3 separate regions of the Mus musculus genome follow, and regions 1 and 3 are each linked to region 2. The links are chromatin contacts, called in public ChIA-PET and HiChIP or PLAC-seq maps. All regions are on one chromosome and are shown on one strand. Each heading gives the region's core, a stretch centred on a gene start, on an enhancer-like site or on the middle of the called end of the contact. The rest is flanking DNA. Distances are from core to core; before and after follow the strand shown.

The links. ChIA-PET counts read pairs in DNA pulled down with a chosen protein or histone mark. HiChIP or PLAC-seq counts read pairs in DNA pulled down with a chosen protein or histone mark.
Region 1: a contact with region 2 is called in an RNA polymerase II ChIA-PET map of memory CD8 T cells, with 137 read pairs. The contact joins the promoter of Nol8 here to the promoter of Fgd3 in region 2. A contact is called at or near these places in 15 of 39 promoter capture datasets (the 3T3-L1 cell line, 3T3-L1-derived adipocytes, the C10 cell line and 8 more), 24 of 484 Hi-C or Micro-C datasets (the Ba/F3 cell line, the C2C12 cell line, CD4 T cells and 12 more), 10 of 115 datasets of contacts at active chromatin or transcription factors (the 230-238 cell line, DN3 thymocytes, the NIH/3T3 cell line and 6 more) and 3 of 9 other capture datasets (adipose tissue, embryonic stem cells and liver).
Region 3: an H3K4me3 HiChIP or PLAC-seq map of the SCID.adh cell line shows a contact between it and region 2, with 11 read pairs. The contact joins the promoter of Fam120aos here to the promoter of Fgd3 in region 2. A contact is called at or near these places in 1 of 39 promoter capture datasets (pre-B cells), 1 of 484 Hi-C or Micro-C datasets (regulatory T cells), 4 of 115 datasets of contacts at active chromatin or transcription factors (the SCID.adh cell line, effector CD8 T cells, memory CD8 T cells and 1 more) and 2 of 9 other capture datasets (adipose tissue and liver).

What each region holds. Positions count from the first base shown.
Region 1 is chr13:49,651,754-49,654,453 of GRCm38.p6, forward strand. Nol8 (nucleolar protein 8) reads left to right here and starts at 1,325. Exons shown (of 17, transcript NM_001271397.1): 1 at 1,325-1,929; 2 at 2,594-2,700. The coding sequence starts at 1,893. It overlaps Cenpp (centromere protein P), which reads right to left and starts at 978. Exons shown (of 8, transcript NM_025495.3): 1 at 830-978. The coding sequence starts at 936.
Region 2 is chr13:49,307,762-49,310,637 of GRCm38.p6, forward strand. Fgd3 (FYVE, RhoGEF and PH domain containing 3) reads right to left here and starts at 1,447. Exons shown (of 18, transcript NM_015759.2): 1 at 1,420-1,447.
Region 3 is chr13:48,966,712-48,969,677 of GRCm38.p6, forward strand. It overlaps Fam120aos (family with sequence similarity 120A, opposite strand), which reads left to right and starts at 1,401. Exons shown (of 2, transcript NR_015601.1): 1 at 1,401-1,893; 2 at 2,227-2,966. It overlaps Fam120a (family with sequence similarity 120, member A), which reads right to left and starts at 1,349. Exons shown (of 18, transcript NM_001033268.3): 1 at 644-1,349. The coding sequence starts at 1,117.

The sequences.
Region 1 (2,700 bases), core at 75-2,574, 340 kb after region 2:
CTTTGGATTTCTCTAGGACCTTAGGCAAGCTATTTAACTATTTAACACTCAGATCAACTACCTTTAAATAAGGCTTAACAATAGTAACTAATCAGAAGACTATCACAGTTTCCTATAGAAGGCATTAGCCATATATACCAATTTGACCATGCTAGGCTGCCCTGCCCTGGGGCTATATACCCCCAACCCTTATGTTTCTAACATAATGCAGAAAAAAAAAAAAAAAAAAAAAAAAAAAAAAAAAAGGTCAGGGCCCCTTAACTACATCGTTAGATGAGTCACAAAAACAAATCCATGAAACCAGAGTAAGGAGGGAATCCCAACTAGACAAGAGCAAGTATGGTGGCTCAGGTAATAACTCCAACACTGTGTGTGGGAGTTGGGGGCTGCGGAATAGAAGACTCTTGAGTTTGAAATCAAATTGAGCCAGTTCCTGACCTACAGAGTAACAATGTCTCCAAACCCAGAAAAACAAAACAAAACAAAACCAGCTATCTAGATGCTGTTCTCCCGAAGGCAAAGACTGCTTAAAGAAAAGCCAGATTTTCCCTTTGATTCTCATCAACTGGGCGAAAACAACCCTTAAGGAAACTATTTTCTGCTGATTATAATCAAGTCATAAGCCCCAAACGCAGCGTTCACACACTCATGAGGTCATCGTTCTCCCAGAACACTGATTCAAGTTCACATTTCAGGACGTCTCCCACCACGTTCTTGAGCATGGGTCTTGGGGGGGTGAGGGAGTCGGAGTCCAGAACTGTCATAAGGTTGAGAGGTCCGCGGGGTGCTACAGGGCATGGGCTGGGAGGGATGGACCCGAGCCACGTACCAGGCTCCGGACGCCTTCTCCCCAGCGTTTTGCAGCATTCTGCACTCTCGCTGCAGCGCTGCGACCTCCGCCTCCAGGGCGCGCAGTTCGCGGGTCTCGGAATCCATGGCTACCGACGTGGAACCCTGAAGGTGAAGTAGCCCGGAGAATGGCAGTCTGGGCGCCTCGGGCAGCCAGGAGACTTCAAGGAGCGCGCGCGCTCCTGGAACGGACCACTCTCGAGCTCACGGGGGGAGAGGCTGCCGGGAGTCGCGCGTCCACGCCCACGGCCTCGGACGACGTTCCCGAGCCTGACGGCCCGCGAAATGTCGCGTCGAGCGTCTAGACACCCCCGCCGCCTCTGCGAGTTGGTTCGTTCCAAATTGCACGTCACCCTCCAACGGCCGCCCATCCCGTCTAACGGCCACTGGGCCAGCCGAGCTCTTACGTCACCGAAGGGGGCGGATTCTCGGAAGCACGAGGAAAGGAGTCTCTTTATTTTGGTTCCGCTTCTTCACTTCCGCCTACTTGAACCGGAAATCAGGAACCACGCGGCGGAGTGTCTTTTCTGTAGGAATTACCGATTTTTATTTTTCTTTCTCACACTCTGTCAGTTTTACAACGTGGAGGAGAACTAACAGAACGTCAGTAAAAGCGAAGGCGGAGGAAATAAAGAGCCCTCTGGAACTGCGGGATAACGGAACCTTAGGAGATTGGGTTGGAAACTTTGTAGGAAGGAAAGGAAAATGCACTTGCCGGCACGTGTTATTAGACGTTAAGTGCTACGCCGGGCTTGAGCTGAGTCGGACAAGCGCCCTGAGGAAGAGTGTTTGCTCGTGAGAAGTGATGGGCTATTGGGCTTAGCCTCTCCTCTCCTTCCTTAGGGGCTTCTCGAAGAGAGAGGGCAGGGCTGGAAGGATGGGGCGGTGGCTACCAAGAAGGGGTACACTGTAGGTTTTTTTCCCAGAGTGCTGGCCTTTGCTTTGGGCTTCTGCCGCTATTTAGTGATCTCGCTTGGAAGGAGACAGCCAACTTTTGAGAAAGGTTTGAGTAAGAGCTGAACATCCGCCGAGAGCTAAACGAGATGGAGCGACCTCTGGAAAACGTTTCCAGCAATCTTGGTAGGACAGTGTTAACAATTCCGGGTTCCAAAATTAGACTTCATTATGATCCTTGCTGTCACCACTACTGTTTTCTAAGTGGCACTGGGAAAAGCCGTAACCGCTCCTACTCCCCTGACCGATGAGATCCACTCAGACTGCTTTGAACAATACAGGCACACAGTGGGGAAACATATTTTAGGTATAACTTAAGTTGCCGTCTTTGTGATTTAACAGCGCTTAGGGGACACTTGTATTTTGCCATACTATTGTAATTGCAGACTTTGTTATGACTGGAGCTCCAGGATGAAGCTATTTTTATCCGTTAGCTTACTATTTTTGCCAGTATATGTTAAGGTAAAAATGTAGAAATGAATGGGGGAGGGCAGTACTTCGAATAAAAAATCAATAAGGATAAGATATAATAGCTGTGGTTGTTTTAGAGAAAACATCTGGGAGAAGATGTGTGGATGTGCTGTACTTAGGTGCAGTTGCAAAGTGTGTTCATTGAGAATGTGGATGGAGGGCCTTTGTAAAATCTCCACTGATAAAATCTGAAAGCAATACATATGAAGAGACATAGCTTCATAAGATGAAGTTGGCACAGAAGTTTCAGGGGAAAGAGTTGTGTTAAATTTCTGGAAAACTATTAAATTGTTTTTCTGTCCAAAATTAACTTTTCCAGATAGATGCCCAACATCCATGCAAGGCAACAGAGAAATGAAGCGCCTCTTTGTGGGTGGACTTGGACAGGGCATTTCTGAGACAGACCTACAAAATCAGTTCGGCAGA
Region 2 (2,876 bases), core at 197-2,696:
GGGGCTGGGATGAGCTGGCAGAGTGCTCTGTGCCTGTTTCATCTCTCACCCAAATGGGGGCTGGGGAGAGTCTCAGTAAACCACGTGTCAAGCTAGGCCAATGAGAGAACCTGTCTAAAAAACCAGATAGACAGGTCCTGGAGAATAACATCTGAGACTGTCTTCTGGCTTCCCTACACATGCCTCAACACACACACACAAATGGCTAACAATTTTAGTCTTTGTTTTTGGTTTTTTTTCCCCCCAAGAGATGGTGTTTCTCTGTGTGGCCCTGCTGTTGTGGAACTTGCTCTGTAGACCAGGCTGGCCTGGAACTCAGAGATCCACCTGCCTCTGTCTACCAAATGCTGGGATTGAAAGCGTGTGCTACCATCACTACCACCACCACCCCCGGCTAGGTAGGACCAATCTAAAATGAGGCAGAGCTGCGTAAGCTCTAAACCTCAGTGTGGCTTGGCATCATTCTGACTTCACTTTACAGAAAGGGAAATCAAGGCAGAGTCTGCCTATCACCCTGTCCCTGGCATTCTTTCTCACCAGAGTCCCCTCCCTATCCCCCTATAGCTGCTCATCCTCCCTAGCACTCAGGGACTCCCAGAAAAATGGCAAGTGACTTGTCATCCACAATGACAGTGACTCCTGCCTCACTCCCCACAGGTCCTAGAGTCCGGCTTTTCAAATATGCCTCTGCTTACTCTGCATGGCATATAGTATCATAGTGTTATCATAATCATATCATTCTATCCATGCTGCCGTGCGCCTGCTCTATGGCTGCCAGCCTCCTAAGTGGCTGTACCACTACCCAGAGCTGCCCAGGCGAAGCCCTGGGGGTCCCAAGGAGTCCTTTGAGGGCTTAGTTTTCTTTCCTAGCAGTGCCCAGCTAGACAGACATATCTGTTAATATCTAAACTGTAGACTGGAGAAGATTCCAGAACCACATGGGATGCGAAGGCCTAGCCTCCATTAAATCATCCCCTGGGACCACCTCTTCTGCTTAAGCAGAAAAAGACATGCTTTCTTCCCCACTAAGGCACACTGGGTGGGGTCAGCCTTGGATCTGTGCCCCCCCCCAAGCCTCCCAGGGACCACAGTAGTCACCGACAGACTGCCCATAGCCTAAGTGTGAGCTGTGCCCCACCTGCCAATAGCACGTCCAGGACTCTGTAGTCGCGAACTCTTCTCATGCCCACCCATAGCAACCCTATCTTCTCACCAGTACGAGCCACTGAAAGACAACAGCATGAAAAGAGACACCGCTACCGTGCCACAGCAACTTCCTGCTTTGAAAACATCTGTCTCCCTTGAATGGTTCCTGTTTGGTTTCTAGTAACCTCCTACCACCCGCCACGAAGCCCCTTCACAGCGCAAGACAAACACTGTAGGATTCTGCAAAGATCCCAGGAGCCAATCTCCACTCACCCTTCTTCCAAGACCAGTCTGCATCTCCCCCAGGGCTGAACTCATGCAAGAACAAAACCCAACTTCCTCTTTCTAATTTTTGCAATATTGGTCACAAAACAGTGGCACATTTGCATTTCCGTAGCGATGACGCAACGTGAGAGGAGGTTGGTCTGCTGGTCCTGAAGGGCCTGGTCTGCTTGTGGTGGGATGACTTCGAAAGCGTAATCCTTTTACTCGACCTGGCTCAGCCCTACCAGGTTCTGCAGTAGCAGCCAGGGCTGAGCTTAGGTTTAACAAGTCACTGAGTAAAGACACCTCCTGCATCTGGTTTGGTGGGCTCCTCTGAGCAGACCTGAGATTGATGTTGTCTATGGGGAAGAGGATCCATCAGGGGACAGGTGACCCAGGCCAGACAGACCTTGGTGACTACAGAAAGTTGGAAGAAACATACCCCACCAGTGACATTGTTTCACGGTGACTCCAAGAGACCTGAGGGAACTTCTGGTTATCTGGCTGATGAGGACTGCCCCAGCAGGGCTAAGCTCTGCCTCTTCCAGGCAGCCCTCAGGGGAAAGTCCCCTCATTATCTCAGGAAGTCAATAAATAATGGGGCAGGGGGTTAGCCTAACATGCATATAGGCTGCAAATTTGACTCCATTTCAGTAATGTCTTCTTAATCTATCCTAAATTTTGTGTTTGTTTTAGGTTTTGTTGAGACAGTCTCACCAAGTAGTCCAGGATGGCCTTGGATTCTCTGTGTTGTCCAAACTCATTTGAATTTACACTGTTTCAGTCTTTCAAATGCTGGGATCGCTACTGTGCACCATTGCATCAACTAATCTTGAATTCTCTCTCTCTCTCTCTCTCTCTCTCTCTCTCTCTCTCTCTCTCTGTGTGTGTGTGTGTGTGTGTGTGTGTGTGCGTGCATGCATATGGAGGCCAAAAGTCAAAGCTAAATGTCTTCTTCAGTTGCAGTCCACATTATTATTATTATTGTTGTTGTTGTTGTTACTGTTATTATTGTTGTTATTTTGGCATTTATTGCTATTCACCCTGGGATTAATCAACATGACTAGCTTGGCTGGCCAGCGATCTGCCAGGGACCCTTCTGTCTCTGCCTCCATCAGCCTTTTCCCATGAGTGCTGGGGATTGCACTCACTTCCTCATGCTTGGACTGAACCATCTGCTCAATCCTCTAAATGCTTGTTTTAACTAGTTAACATTTTCTGTGTATATGTATGTATATGTATGTGCACATGCACGCATGAGTGTATATGTATATGATGGAACTGCTCAAGGTTCTCGATTCTTCTTCCATAAAATGGAGAGGTGTGTATGTTAGAGGCATTGTAAAGAATGAGGTCTAGCCTAGGCAAGTCCTTAAAGAATCTTAGTCCCTGCCTGAATCTCCACTGCTGAGCTGTCTGTGCCTGGCCCAGAGCCTTTTGCTTCACTCCCTGAAGGGCCGTGTCCC
Region 3 (2,966 bases), core at 151-2,650, 340 kb before region 2:
ATGTGGGAGACGACACCACCGATCCCACTTTGGGTGAGGGTCTATCCACCAGCCTCAAGTGTCATATGAACAAGTCTATGGGCCCACAGAGGCCAGAGAGTAGGGAGGAATGTGGTGGGTAGACTTCAACCACACCAGGCCTAAAGGCCCGGGCATCCATCTTGCTCTAGGGCCCCTCTGCCTAGCTTGCATCAAGCCTGGGCATGGTGACACGCTATGTCCCGAGAGGGGCCCTGAGAGACACTGAAGCCTGCTGAGGCCTTCCACGGGCAGGGGCACCCAGGACTCACTCTGGGCTAGGCTGGGCTTCCCGGAACTAGTTCAGCGCTGACAGTGACCTAAGAGACCTCCCAAGTCCAACCCAAATCCAAGCCCAAAAAGACCCTAGGCCAAGCCCCAAACCCCTGGGCCAAGGAACCTCAGACTCAACTCTGATCGCTACCCAAGCAATCCCAGGCCCAGCCCGAAGCGCGAAGAGGCCTGTAGCCCAACTGTGACTCCTGTCCAAGTGACCCCAGACCCCAACCCTGACCCAAACCCGAAGGGAATCGGTCCAAAGGGCACCAGGCCCGATCCTGACTCAGGCCCAAAGAGACCCCAGCCCCAGCCCTGGGAGACCCCGGCGAACCGGCTGCAGCCGCACCTTGACGTGGAAGCGGATGAGCGCCAGGCGGATGCAGTGGGCCATACAGACCGGAGGCAGGAACCAGACCTTGGGCGGTGGCGTGCCCTTGTTCTGGACATGGCTGACGATCTGCTGCGCTGTCTGGCGCTCGTTGCCCTGCCGCTTGACCCACTCGTGCAGCCGGGCCTTCTCGAGCGCGCCATTGAAGAAGACGAAGAGCTCGATGTTGCCTCCGAAGCAGGCCTTGGCCAGAGCCGCCAGGTAGCCGAGCATGTGGTTCCACTGGCCGCCGCTCACCCAGTCGGTGTAGAAGCCACCGTACAGGCGATGCAGGCAGTTGTCGGCATCCACCAGCAGGCGCAGCGGGGTCTGCGGGGGCCGCTGCCGCCCGCCGCCCACCAGGCTGCCCCGGGCCAGCTTCTGCAGCTCCACCGGCACCACGGCGCTCGGACAGTGCTTCTCGATGTAGTCCTGGAAGCCCTGCACGCCCATGGCGGCGGCGGCGGGGCGCGCGCGCGCGGGCGGCGGCGGGGCCGGCGGCGGCGGGGCTGGGGGCGGCAGGGCCGTGGCGCGGCCGGCGGGCGCGGGCAGCCTCAGGGCTGGCTGGGGCTGGCCGGGGGCGCGCTCACGGCCGCCGCGGCCGCCATGTGCTGCCGCCTCCCAGGGCCATGTCTGGGGAGGGACCTGCGCCGCCGCCGCGCTCTGCGAGGCCGAGGCCGAAGCTGGGCCGGGCGGGGCGGCGCTGACGTCGGGCCCGCCCGCGCGGACGCGGGAGGCGGAAGAGGCGGCGCCGGGGCCGCGGCCGGGCTCCCGGGGCGGCGGCGGCGGGGCGGAGAAGGCGGAGCGCTACTCGGCTTGTCGGGCCCTTTAGGGGGCCGCAGCCGGGCGGGTTCGGGGAGGCGCCTGGGCCCGTGCAGGCCGCGCCCGGAGGCCGCGGCCTCCGAGGCTGGCTCCGCCCCGCTCGCGGCTGCGGGCCCGGTAGGCGTGGCCGGCAGCCAGCGCTCCTCCTCCGCCGCGTGTGTCGCGCGGCGGGGTTAGGGGGAGCCTGGAGCCCGGGAGCGCGAGCCGCGGAGGAGGACGGCGGCGACAAGATGGCGTCGCTCCCGGGACGGGACGGCGGCTTCACGGCCTGGTGTCGGGACCCGGCTGAGGAGACTCCCCGAGAGGGGCAAGCCTCCCCGGCGTGCGCCGCCCTCCGGAGACGAGCGGACGTGCGCTGCCTCCAGGGGCTCGGGCTGCGAGGGTCCGGCTAAACCCAGGCGCCGACGGTACGTATGCTGAGCCAGGACCAAACGTTCTGAAGGAGAAGCTGTCCGCTGGGGACCTGGGCACGTAGCTCAGTTGGCACAGTGCTTGTCTGGGATCTTCGATCGCCCAGGGTTCGATTCCCGCGTGTTGCTTAGGCCGTAATCCCAGCATTCTGAAGTGGAGAGTAGAGGATCAGAGAAGTTCAAGGTCATTCCATCCAATTGGAAGCCAGCCTGGGCTACATGAAACCCGCCTCCCGCTCCCCCTTCCCCCAAGAAAAAGGAGCGGTTTTTTTTGTTTGTTTTGTTTTGTTTTTTTGCTTACCTTCAATTTTTCATCTGTTCTTTTTCTAGACAAGCCGCTGCTGGAGCGGGGTGCACTGGACACAGGAGTGACCCATCCATCGCACAGAACACCAAGTTCATGCAGACTCAAAGCCCCCCATCAGAGTCTTCGAGAATAGGCAAACTGAATTCTATAGTTTCTTTTAATTTTTTTTTCTTTTAAAGACTATTTTTATTCTTTGACAGTTTCATGCGTGTATACAATGAACTGTGATCATAACACCCCATTCTTCCACCAATCTCAAACACAGGCTCCTGTGATGTAGACAGATGAAATGCGCTTAGGGCCTTGATGGATTTTCCTTAATTTTTTTAAACCCGATACGTTATGCCACTTATGTATAAAATTAGTGATGAGGCCACTAGTCCGCCTAGCTGAGTAGAAAACTTAATCCCAGAGTAAGTAATTCCATGTCATTTAGAAATTAAGATTACACTTAAAGCCTCACTAAATAATAACATCCCCCAAAATAATCAAGTTTTATGTAATTCACAGCTAGTATACAAGATTGCACATGAATCACTTGTATTTTCTTAACAAGATTACATTCCATATATATTTCATTCACTTGTTTAGGTTTGTGTTTATTTTTGTTGTGGTTTCTTGTTTGCTGGCCTGCTTGGGCTAGCCCTTTGCCATCCTGACTGCCTGGCCTGTTTTTTATTTCTTTTAAACATTACTGCTTTTATTTATTTATTTTAAAAAGGGAGAGGGGAGAAAGCTTTTGTGCTAGCACCCATGATTTTGG